Regions from separate parts of the Zea mays genome. Here all the other regions are linked to region 3. A link is a contact called in public Hi-C data. All regions are on one chromosome and are shown on one strand. The core of a region is the stretch at or near the end of the contact, and the rest is flanking DNA. Distances in the headings are between cores, read along the strand shown.

Region 1 (3,730 bases), core at 290-2,789, 270 kb before region 3:
GTTCCAATTATGTTATTTTAATTATTGTTCATGATAAGATCATCATGTTAATTGGAACATGGAGAACCACCCGGGAAAACAGTGCTACCACAAGGGTGGTATGAGACGCCATTAGCTGACTAATTAGGAAAGCTAGTGGAAGACTACCTTACCTAAAAGGGGCAATGGTGGTAGAGGAGCTGCGTATAGGGAGTTTCTCGGGTCGATCACGCTGCGATGACTTTTCGGACGAGGGATTCCTATATTTCCCTTCTCAAAAATCGTAGCAAGTTTTTGAAAGCTAGTAGAACTTTATAAATGCCTCGTATTGGTACCCTGCCTCTTCTCCTCAGCAGAGATGAATGGGAAGTCGCAATCCCTTGGCAAATGAGTAACACGGCTTGTGGGTAAAGATGCGTGATCTCTGCAGAGTGTAAAACTGGTATATCGGCCGTGCTCACGGTCATGAGCAGCTCGGACCCTCACATGAGTAATTTATGGAACTAAACTTAATTTGTCATATGCATTGCATTGTGGGTGTTATTATTAATTTTGATCTCTTATTTAATTGGGTTGGTATCTACTTATACTTAGTAACTGCTAATAAAATTTTGACCAACTTTAAAAGCAACACTCAGCTTTAACCATCTTCTTTGGTAAGCCTTACACTTCACATGAGCTCCCACCTTTGGTAAGTTCATGCACATTATTTTCCACAACTTGTTGAGCCATGAACGCATGTGAGCTCACCCTTGTTGTACTCATATCCTCCTAGGTCAAGAACAGGGACCACAGGATGAGACGCATGAATGATGCTGTGATGAGTTCGTGAGTGGTCTAGGTCGTCGTCTCCCAGTCAACTATGGTTGCTGGATTGTTGTCTTCGTATGATGTAATTATTTAACTATTTTGTACACAACTTCTTTATATATTAAAGATGTGACATTCGTTTATGTACCATGTGTTATCATATGTGTGAGACTTGATCCCAGCACACTTAGTGAAGTTCGCGCCCGGGTTTTGGACCCCAAATTTGGGATTTTGGTAAAACTCTTTCAAAATCTTTGGTAAATATATTTTTCTTGTAAGCGAATTAGAAAGATTCTCATATAAATTATACTTTGAAATATTTTCTAAAGCTTTAAAACTAAAATATTCTTTATGGAGATTATGTTCTCTTAAAATAAGTAGGTAATAAGACATTGAATTTTGAGTGTGCCTTTAATTAGACTATGCATTCAAAAGAGTGTTTTCTTAAATAGATTGTTTTTGTGTGTGCGCGCATTATATATTTGAAGCAATTATTCAAATAGATAAGATAATAAATAAACAAAAATAAAAATAAACCCTGCATCGCATTCTGAGATTTTTGTTTGCGCATTCAGCCTGAGTTTGAAGTTCGAAACTGAATTTGGGATTCAAACTTGAACAAAGGAAAACATAAATAAGTAAAAGAATAAAAAAAAGTGACCGAAGCTTACCGGACCAGCCCATCCAACCCCAAAGGTAGCCCACGTTCCTTTTTATTTTTTTCTATTTCTAGCCTCAATTTGGGTCACCTAATGTAATCATCCAATTTTTTTTTCTATGTCGCTGGACGCTGGCTCGCTGTGTAGTGGGCCGGATTGGCTATCTTCTTTCCCGGATGATCGCTCGAGTTTGTCAACAGACTCGTTTTCATAACCGCCGTCGGCCGAATCCATTGCGGTCCGATCAGATTTTCCTCGCCCTTGATGGTCTTGGCACTATATATGTTCGCCGCTACCCTCTGTTCAGCCATCTGTGCCAGCGTCGTGGGGCATCGAAGTAGTAGAACGAGCGTAGCTAAGAGCGGGGCCGCCACGGTCAAGAGATCGACGTCAAACGCTGTGAGCCTAGAGAAGAGAGAGAGAAGCCGCGGAGGATGATGGACACTGCCATGGGCACTTCTCGCTGCGCGCCCAAGTAGAGCTACTGTAGGCGAGGAGGGATGCCTGCGTCAACAGATCACATACGAAAAAGGTAGAATATGGCCACACCAAGATCCCATATATTACGTCTATTTATCATGTAATTCTTTACGTGACCTCGATCTAACCAATCAGATCGTGTCATGTTATTTATTTCTTGACATCTCAACTAATTTATTATAAATGTGATATCTTCTAAGTCAAATAATTTATTTTAATCTGTTCAAGTTATGTTAGGTTCATATTAATTTTGCGTACGTAGTAATAACTTTGTTTTAATTATGCCACATGTTTTAATTAATTGATTAATTACTTATTTAATTAATGTTAATTAGCTAGATAATCTAGTTAATCTAATTTATAGTTCTAATCTACGCATCTTATAAATAATTGTTAATGATTAATACCAACTCAAATATTTTAATTTAATACCAGCTTAGTTTAAATGCAATATCTGTTAGATCTCATCTATTAGCTTATTGCATCTAAAATATTGTTTTATCCATAAATTCTTTGTTTTAGCTCCGATTTTAATGGTTCTCGAACCTACGCTCTCGTAGCATCGCGTAGAATATTTTTTACGCTGTTTGTTCTCATGTTTGATGTACTGTTATTTTTATGTGATCCTTGTCTATTTGTATGTATTGCTACGAATAGCGGTGAGGTCACGAGAATCCCAAGACCAAGTTGATACCTAGGAATCTCGAGTCTAAGGCAAGTTGTGTCCTTGATCACTTTTCTTTACCTAATAATGTTCCTGTTAATAGTGACACTATGACATACTCGAATTAATTTGATGGGACCTAATAGGTTTCCCTAGCATTGTTATCCCACACCTTGCAAACAAATGAACTATTGGGTAGATTTGCTATTGCTTTATCTGGTTTTGGGAAATTAATGTTTTTTAAGATCATGTTCCAATTATGTTGTTATTTTAATTACTGTTCATGATAAGGTCATCATGTTAATCGGAACATGGAGAACCACCCGAGAAAACAGTGCTACCACAAGGGTGGTATGAGACGCCATTGGCTGACTAATTAGGAAAGCTAGTGGAAGACTAACTTACCTGAAAGAGGCAAGGGCGGTAGAGGAGCTTCGTATAGGGAGTTTCTCGGGTCGATCATGTTGCGATGACTTTTTGGACGAGGGATTCCTATATTGCCCTTCTCAAAAACCGTAGCGGGTTTTTGGAAGCTAGTGGAACTTTGTAAAGGCCTCGTAGTGGTACCCTACCTCGTCTCCTTGGTAGAGATGAATGCGAAGTCGCGATCCCTTGGTAAATGAGTAACACGACTTGTGGGTAAAGATGTGCAACCTCTGTAGAGTGTAAAACTGGTATATCAGACGTGCTCACGATCATGAGCAGCTCGGACCCTCACATGAGTAATTTATGGAACTAAACTTAATTTGTCATATGCATTGCATTGTGGGTGTTATTATTAATTTTGATCTCTTATTTAATCGAGTTGATATCTACTTATACTTAGTAACTGCTAATAAAATTTTGGCCAACTTTAAAAGCAATGCTCAGCTTTAACCATCTCCTTTGGTAGGCCTTACACTTCACATGAGCTCCCACCTTTGGTGAGTTCATGCACATTATTCCCCACAACTTGTTGAGCGATGAACGCATGTGAGCTCACCCTTGTTGTACTCACATCCTCCCAGGTCAAGAACAAGGACCACATGATGAGGCGCATGAATGATGTTGTGATAAGTTCGTGAGTGGTCTAGGTCGTCGTCTCCCAGTCTACTGTAACACCCTGAATTTGGGGGTATAATTTTTTTTCTCATTATCA
Region 2 (3,631 bases), core at 959-3,458, 340 kb before region 3:
GGGTAGTTTCGGACGGCGGAAAACGGCGCCTGGGTAGAAAAGAAGGGAAGAAAGAGAGTAACACCTGAATTTGGTGGATATTAGAAAAGAAATTTTATACCCACAAATTCAGGGTGTTACACTAGCCGTTACTATCGCTTTGCCCAATTGAGGACGGTTCGCTTGCTCACCCCAGACGGTCCGAGCCTGTAAGATCAATGGATAGATCGCAACCGTTATTTGCAATGTCTATATAAACGGCTAGAATCACATTAAAAGTGTCATTAGATGTTAGATAAAGTATATCACAGACAGTCTGCCAGTAGACCCAAAAAGTTTGCGCTTGGCGCTAAAAACATTTTTACCAAACTTGGCACATTTGGTTGATCTGACTTTGAATAGGTGGATGGTTCGCTATTGATAGTCGGACGGTACGCACGGGTGTCGAAGAGTACTTTATTTTTCTTCGGACGATCCGTAGTTCTTCTCAAATCAACATCGTTCCTGTCCAAACCTATTTTTAAGTATCGCGAACAGTCTACCAGTAGGCCTAGGCGGTCCGTGCCTTCGATTTTCTGGATTTTATCTTTTGATGTATATCCTTATGAACCTGTGACCATATACTTGACAAAATAGTTACTTCACAAGATTGTGATGGTCATTAAGCACCAAAACAAATATAGAAATGGCTTTAAGGCCAATTTCCCTTTCAATGCTCACAATAATAGGTCAAGTGGTGTTGCCAAACACATTGACATAAAGTACTATGTTGTGAAAGATAAGGTCCGGTATCAAATTATAAGTCTTGAGCATATAAAAACTGAAAAGATGCTTGTGGACCCGCTTACAAAATGCTTACCACCCAACATGTTCAGAGAACAAGTAGTCGGCATGTGTTTAAGGGAAAGCCTATGATTCCTAGACAATAAAAGGGCCCAAAGTTAAAGTAACTGTTTCGAACCAGAGACATGTATTGTAGTTGTTAAATCAATCAATGATTGACCATGATGATGAAACATGCTCTATGCACTTATCTGTGATGGAACTAGTCAAGTGAAAAATGTTAAAGTTAAAGTTTAAAGTAAAGATGAGATTAGGGGGATGTTGGACTGTTCTCCACCAAGATAGCCCAATTGTCATCTTGGGCCTTTGATCTGCACCCTAATCGAGGGCGTCCAACACTACATGGTTGGTGGCTCCCATCACATTCAACTATAAGGAAGGAGGCCGGCGACTAAATGCATGTTGTTCGTCTGAGCCGTACTCTCCACCGACAAAACCTTAACACTAATCCACGAGGGTGCGCAGCCAATGATGGGAAACCACCACCGATCTTCACCGTCACCAACGTCGCTTCCCCGACCGTTGCTATACTAGCACAAAACTTCACTGATGAACGAGATGGTAGTGAACACCACACCCATGATCCCCACCAAGGGTATTATTTTATGGTTTAATATCTAGTGGTTAGGACACATGATTTAGTCGTTTTAGGTTTGTCCTAAGTCAAACTATTTTAGCTATGATCAATAATATATATAAGATTAAATTATTTTAAACTAAAAGAATTACATAGTATGGTAGTTTAAGTCACGATAAATCTAATAACTTTTTTTTATTTTGTAAAATCTTATAAAACATCCAGTATAACCAATGGAAATTGACAATGATTGACATAGAACAAACCCAAAATGACTAAATCATGTGGACGGATGGAGTATTTGATGAGCAAGAAAGGCCTAGATCTAGTTCTAATACCGATATCTTTATATATTAAAGCATGCTTGACATATCAAACTATCCACGTCAGTCAAAAGATAATAATGTCTGTCGGATCTTTTAACTGTTGAAAATCTGGTCGTCCGATATTAAAGAATTGCCTTTAACTGACCTATCAAACTATCCACGTCACTCGAAACACAACGTCCGTTGGATCATTTAATTTTTTCAACACGCCTAGGATATACGTCGGTTACTAGTTTTATTGAAATTATCTGTCTCTAAGATCGTATCCAATAGTTCAGTTATATGGTTTTGTATTACAGACTACACTATTTATATAATAAAGTTTAAATATATATATATAAAGATTAGTAAACTGCTGAAGATAGCCTAACTAATTAATCAGACTATCCACATCACTCAAAATACACTGTCCGTTGGATCGTTTAGCCGTGGAAAATCTAGATGAAGATGAGGACCAGCAACTGAAACTCTTCTAGCCCGGCGCCACCGCTAGTTATTATAAATAAACGCTGCTCAGCCTGAGTTCACTTCCCACGCGGTTTTTGTGTTTGCTGCCGCCGCGGTTTCCATTGCTTCTCCCGTCGCTAGGGCGCTCGTGAATACGTGATCCATCGTCTCCATCTCCGTCTGGTGTGGTGAGGTTTGAGAGACTCGAGGTGTGAGCGTCGCTTCGTCTGGAATCGGCTCTCTCATTTGTTAGATAGATCCTTCTATCTCCCCACGTTTGGGCGTCGCTTCGTCGGCTGCGACTTGCGAGACGCCGGCGCCGCCGGCGCCGGTGGACGAAGGCGATCAAGGATTAGGCGATCCGATCCGATCCGAACCAATTCTCCATTCTTCGATTCCTTCCTTGGGTGGGCGGCTGCCCTCAGATTCCTTCCACATGGCTCGTTCCCCGCCGCCGCCACCCCCTTCCCCGGCGCAAGGGAACGGGAACGGGAGTGGGAGCGGGAGCCTCACCGCCAGAGACGCCCTCGCCTACATCAAGGCCGTCAAGGACAACTTCCAGGAAAAGCGGCACACGTACGAACAGTTCCTCCAGGTCATGCGTGATTTTAAGAGCAACAGGCTCGACAGCGCCGGCCTGATCGCCCGTGTCAAGACCCTCTTCCACGGCTACCCGGACCTAGTCCTCGGCATCAACGCCTTCCTGCCCAAGGGGCATGCCATCAGGCCTCAGGACCTCAGCGAGGACAAGGAGCCCGTCGATTATCCCAGGGCCATCAACCTTGTCAACAGGATTAAGGTCTGCTGTCTCTCCCTCCCTCCCTATTGCCTCAATCATGCATCCTTCTCATTACCTTACCTATCCCTCTCTCTCTCAGATACGATTCCAGCAGGAGGAACATGTCTACAAGTCATTCCTGGGAATCCTCAGTATGTACCGCATGGATAACAAGCCCATTCAAGATGTTTACGACGAGGTACCAATATCATGCTTTCTCTCCACACGTCCTTTTTGTGCTATGACATTGCCAGTGCGTAATTCTCTTCTGCTTTGCTTTGAATGACCTTTTGTCTCCTACCTGCAGGTCACCTTGCTGTTCCACGGCCATCCAGATTTACTCGAGGAGTTCACTCATTTCTTGCCTGATACGCCCATACCTCCTCCGGAGGCAGGCACTACCTCTAAAGTTAGGAATGATGACAAGAATGCTATAACGCATTCTGCCATGAGAGCTCAGACAGTTCAGGTGAATCAACAAATTATAGAATTTTCAATTCTAGTTGCTTCTTCAATTGCTATATTTTTACTCTCCTCCAACAATGTAGGCCATATCCTTTTTAGGACAGTCTCCACAATTGCGATAACACTAAGATAATCTTAAATTTCCTTTGTATGTGAATCTATTGATGGCACTTTTTTTTGTACACTGAACTGGTAAATAGGTTGGCAAATTGTTGT
Region 3 (3,516 bases), core at 559-3,058:
ACACTTTACTCCATCACTGAATACATGTGTGACAAGATCAAATGCTCTTAGCACTCGCCCAATCCATGGCCCCATAACAAAGCAGTCACCGGAAACAAAAGATCTCACTCTTGACAGCTTCTTGCTGTTTGCATCTTTAAATGTCACCTGAGCTTGTCTCCAAGTCAACAAACATTACAACACCAACAGCACATCCCAACTAACCTGAGGGATTAGAAACAGGGCAGACTATGTTGCTGAGTAAAATTGAACTGGTGACAGTGTATCCAAACCCAAAGTGACTACTATGTTGCTGAGTAAAAATGAGGTGAAACGACTATATTCATATATGTTAGTGAAATGGTTGGCACGACCCCTGTACTTGTTCATGGTATATGGATAACTGTCAATGTTGTTGGTGATCCAACTATGTTTGGTGAATGGAAACGAGATGGCTCTAATGGCTGGGCGGATCAAGTATGGAAAAAGTGTGTAGCTTCGGAAATAGTTGTTGCCACCTGTAGTCCAAAGTATATCAATATCTTCCAACATCCGAGAAAATTTAAAAGATAGGATTCATCAACAGACCATTAAATATTGTTTTTGATATGCATAACCAATGACTTGTGAGTATTATTAGGCGAGGTAACTAGAAAATTCATTATCCTATGAATTAAATAGCAATTTTTAGATGAGTGTCTGGTAGCCCTAATTGTGGGAAGTAGAAACTCTCAAGAGCATAATAGTATGATTTCTGTGGGGATTTAAACCTGTTGCCTTGCTGTGCAAGACCTGAACATGTTAAAGACCACTAATACTGCTTGATATTAGTAGTCTATTTATAATTGGCTGGTATAGCGCCTAATAGGGCGCGGTCTATTTCTAGTGGCATTGAAAGGAACATATTATCTATATCGACAGCAGGAATAAGATGTGTCTAGATGACAGTAACAGCACCGAGAGGAGGGTAAAAAATCTGAGTAGTTGGCAGCGAGAGAGATCTGTAATTTGAGATGACACAAGGGAAGGGACAGGCGGACAGCGCTACAGGTTGGCGACGGCAGAAATTTCACCTACGAATGCGGGTAGGTGCATTACCGCTGCCAATTTTGTGGGTAGGTGCACTGAACCCGCACGCACGCACCGCCGCTGCCGCGCACGTATCATGCATGCTCTGGTTGCCGCCTTGGCTGTCGTTTGTTATCTGCTGACGACGCGCTCACGGGGAGAGTCGCGGTCACGCAAGGTTTGGTACAGGCTGACCGAGGGTGACATCTTTAAAATTCATACTAGTAGTAGTAATACGTTCCCATAAGAATATAATTTAATTTGAAATATCGTCGCTGTGACCGTGACCGAGTTGAGAACCGAAATTTCTTTAGCGGTAATAATATGATATATTGGCGGAACTGAACACGAAAGACCATGGTGGCATGAAAAATGTGGGCATTTTCAGGAGAGCGGCCATCCGTAAAGCACGTTATTTTTGACTCACTCATACATACTGTACATATAGATATAGACTCGAATAATCTCGCAGTCTTGTATATATTAGTCATTTCTATTAGCTTCAGATTTAGACCATATTTGTTTACCCTCAAGTTTAAATAAGTTAAGAGACAAATAAACAATATATATTATTATTACTTATTAGATGGAATTATATATAATATATATATATATCTAAATTATGATATCTATAAGCTAGATTATATAATCTTAAAATGAAATAAACAGTACCCTGTTTAGAATCTCTACCTAATAGTTCGCTGTTAACATTATTAAGCTGTTTAGAATGAACGATTATGAACAGAAAAAAGCTAAAACAAAAAAAAAAATAGAGTAGACTCGCCAGCCAGGCAGCCACCCTCACCCTGGTCTGGTCTCCTCTCCAAGCGGGCAGCGCTCCTCCAAACTGAACCCTATCCTAGCACGAGTGCACGTCGGTGGCAGCAGGAGATGGTGGGGACGGCGGAAGGCGGCGCGGAGAGGGCGGTGCGGCGGTGGGTGGACGCCGCCGGCGGGCGCCTGGTCCTGGACGGCGGGCTGGCCACGGAGCTCGAGGCCAACGGCGCCGACCTCAACGACCCGCTCTGGAGCGCCAAGTGCCTCCTCTCCTCCCCGCACCTCATCCGCAAGGCAAGCCCGCCCGCCCGCCCGCGACCCTCCTTAAGGCTACCCTCACTCTTCGTACGAGGCCGCCCCATTCGGCCGCCGTCCCGTGCTATCCCCTAATGGAAAGTTGTTGGGTGCTTTCTGGCGATCTGTTTGATTGGATCTCCGCCCTCTGTTCTTCGACTTCGAGCCAGGGAGGACCCAAGCACGCGGCGATGCGGCCGTGCTGCCTGCCTTTTTTTTATTTGCCCCCTCTTTTTGTTCCTTCTATATTCGGAACACTTAACTAGTGACGAGCCGAGATTTTGGCCTGGCGTGGGTGGGATCGACGGGTCACTACTTGTTAATACGGTCTACTAATTTATTGCAAGGTAATGTAGTGGGGATGCTTTCTTTTTGTTTTCATGGTCCGAGGGTCTTGGAAGGAAATAGCGTCGCAGCAAAAGAATGTATTTGAGAACGTCCCCACAGCTACTACCGCATCGTGCACAGGACAGTGGCATGTCCTCCTATGCGTATGGGTATGTTGCGGAGATTGGAATGAATAGAGCCCATGCTTGCTGTCGAATTGGCTCGTGCGTCAAGGGACGAAGCTTATGCTAGCGACTGAATTTGGTGACTGGTTCAGGAATATAACTTTATTCTGTCTGATGATTTTGAGCTTGCCCTGGATCAGAACATTCTTGTTCTTATCCAGACTTGTCCCCAGCTGAGTCCTTCACTGTCGACTTCATAAATCAGAACTCATGTTTGACCCACCCAATTCATTGTGGAGGCTAGACATGTACGTCCGGGGAAAGGTGTTTATGTGATTTATTTCCGAAGGTAGTTCTGGGCTAGTATATGTGAACTTCTACTCTAATTAACAGTGAATAACCCGGATGCTATTATCTTAACAGAACTGAATAGCAATTTCGCAGTCGTGATGTCTGTTCAAATCCCTTATTTGTTCTTTACCTAACCAACGAATTATGTACTTTTGTATTTTCATTTAAATAAACCATTCTTGTTTCATTGGGCAAACAGTCATTTTCAGACTACCATGACACATTAATAACCCTTTATGTATTTGGTGAACCAGGTCCATATGGACTACCTAGAAGCTGGGGCGAACATTATAATCACAGCATCGTATCAGGTTCGGTGCTGTAAACACCCAACTTTTCAGCTTCATGTGATGTTCATTTGTCAGTGATACTGACAGTCGTCTTGGGACCGCAGGCCACTATCCAAGGGTTTGAATCAAAGGGCTTTTCAAAAGAACAAAGTGAAAACTTGTTAACAAAGAGTGTTCAGATTGCACTGGAAGCCCGTGAGATGTTCTTGAAGGAACATTTGGAGAAATCCACTCCTATACAGCATCCTATTCTGGTTGCAGCAGCTCTAGGGAGTTATGGGGCTTATCTTGCTGATGGCTCTGAG

Evidence for each region. A called contact is a pair of places that touch in the nucleus more often than the background predicts.
Region 1: a contact with region 3 is called in a Hi-C map of ear, with 3 times the contacts expected there. The contact joins the enhancer-like site here to the promoter of HMT-3 in region 3. A contact is called at or near these places in 6 of 25 Hi-C or Micro-C datasets (bundle sheath, ear, endosperm and 2 more).
Region 2: a Hi-C map of leaf shows a contact between it and region 3, with 6 times the contacts expected there. The contact joins the promoter of LOC103650483 here to the promoter of HMT-3 in region 3. A contact is called at or near these places in 14 of 25 Hi-C or Micro-C datasets (bundle sheath, ear, endosperm and 6 more) and 1 of 3 datasets of contacts at active chromatin or transcription factors (seedling).

Annotation. Positions count from the first base shown.
Region 1 is chr3:122,105,507-122,109,236 of Zm-B73-REFERENCE-NAM-5.0, forward strand. No RefSeq gene overlaps it. Among protein-coding and RNA genes, the nearest start is that of LOC103650483, 61 kb to the left of the region's middle. Within about 2 kb of position 1,540, at least 10 of the 20 cell types and tissues checked have an H3K27ac peak or open chromatin away from gene starts, as enhancers often do. A contact at or near this core is called in ear, leaf and tassel, where this site is marked.
Region 2 is chr3:122,044,087-122,047,717 of Zm-B73-REFERENCE-NAM-5.0, forward strand. It overlaps LOC103650483 (paired amphipathic helix protein Sin3-like 4), which reads left to right and starts at 2,209. Exons shown (of 12, transcript XR_004857182.1): 1 at 2,209-2,971; 2 at 3,051-3,149; 3 at 3,258-3,419.
Region 3 is chr3:122,379,807-122,383,322 of Zm-B73-REFERENCE-NAM-5.0, forward strand. It overlaps HMT-3 (Homocysteine S-methyltransferase 3), which reads left to right and starts at 1,809. Exons shown (of 7, transcript NM_001111543.2): 1 at 1,809-2,118; 2 at 3,176-3,232; 3 at 3,316-3,516. The coding sequence starts at 1,939.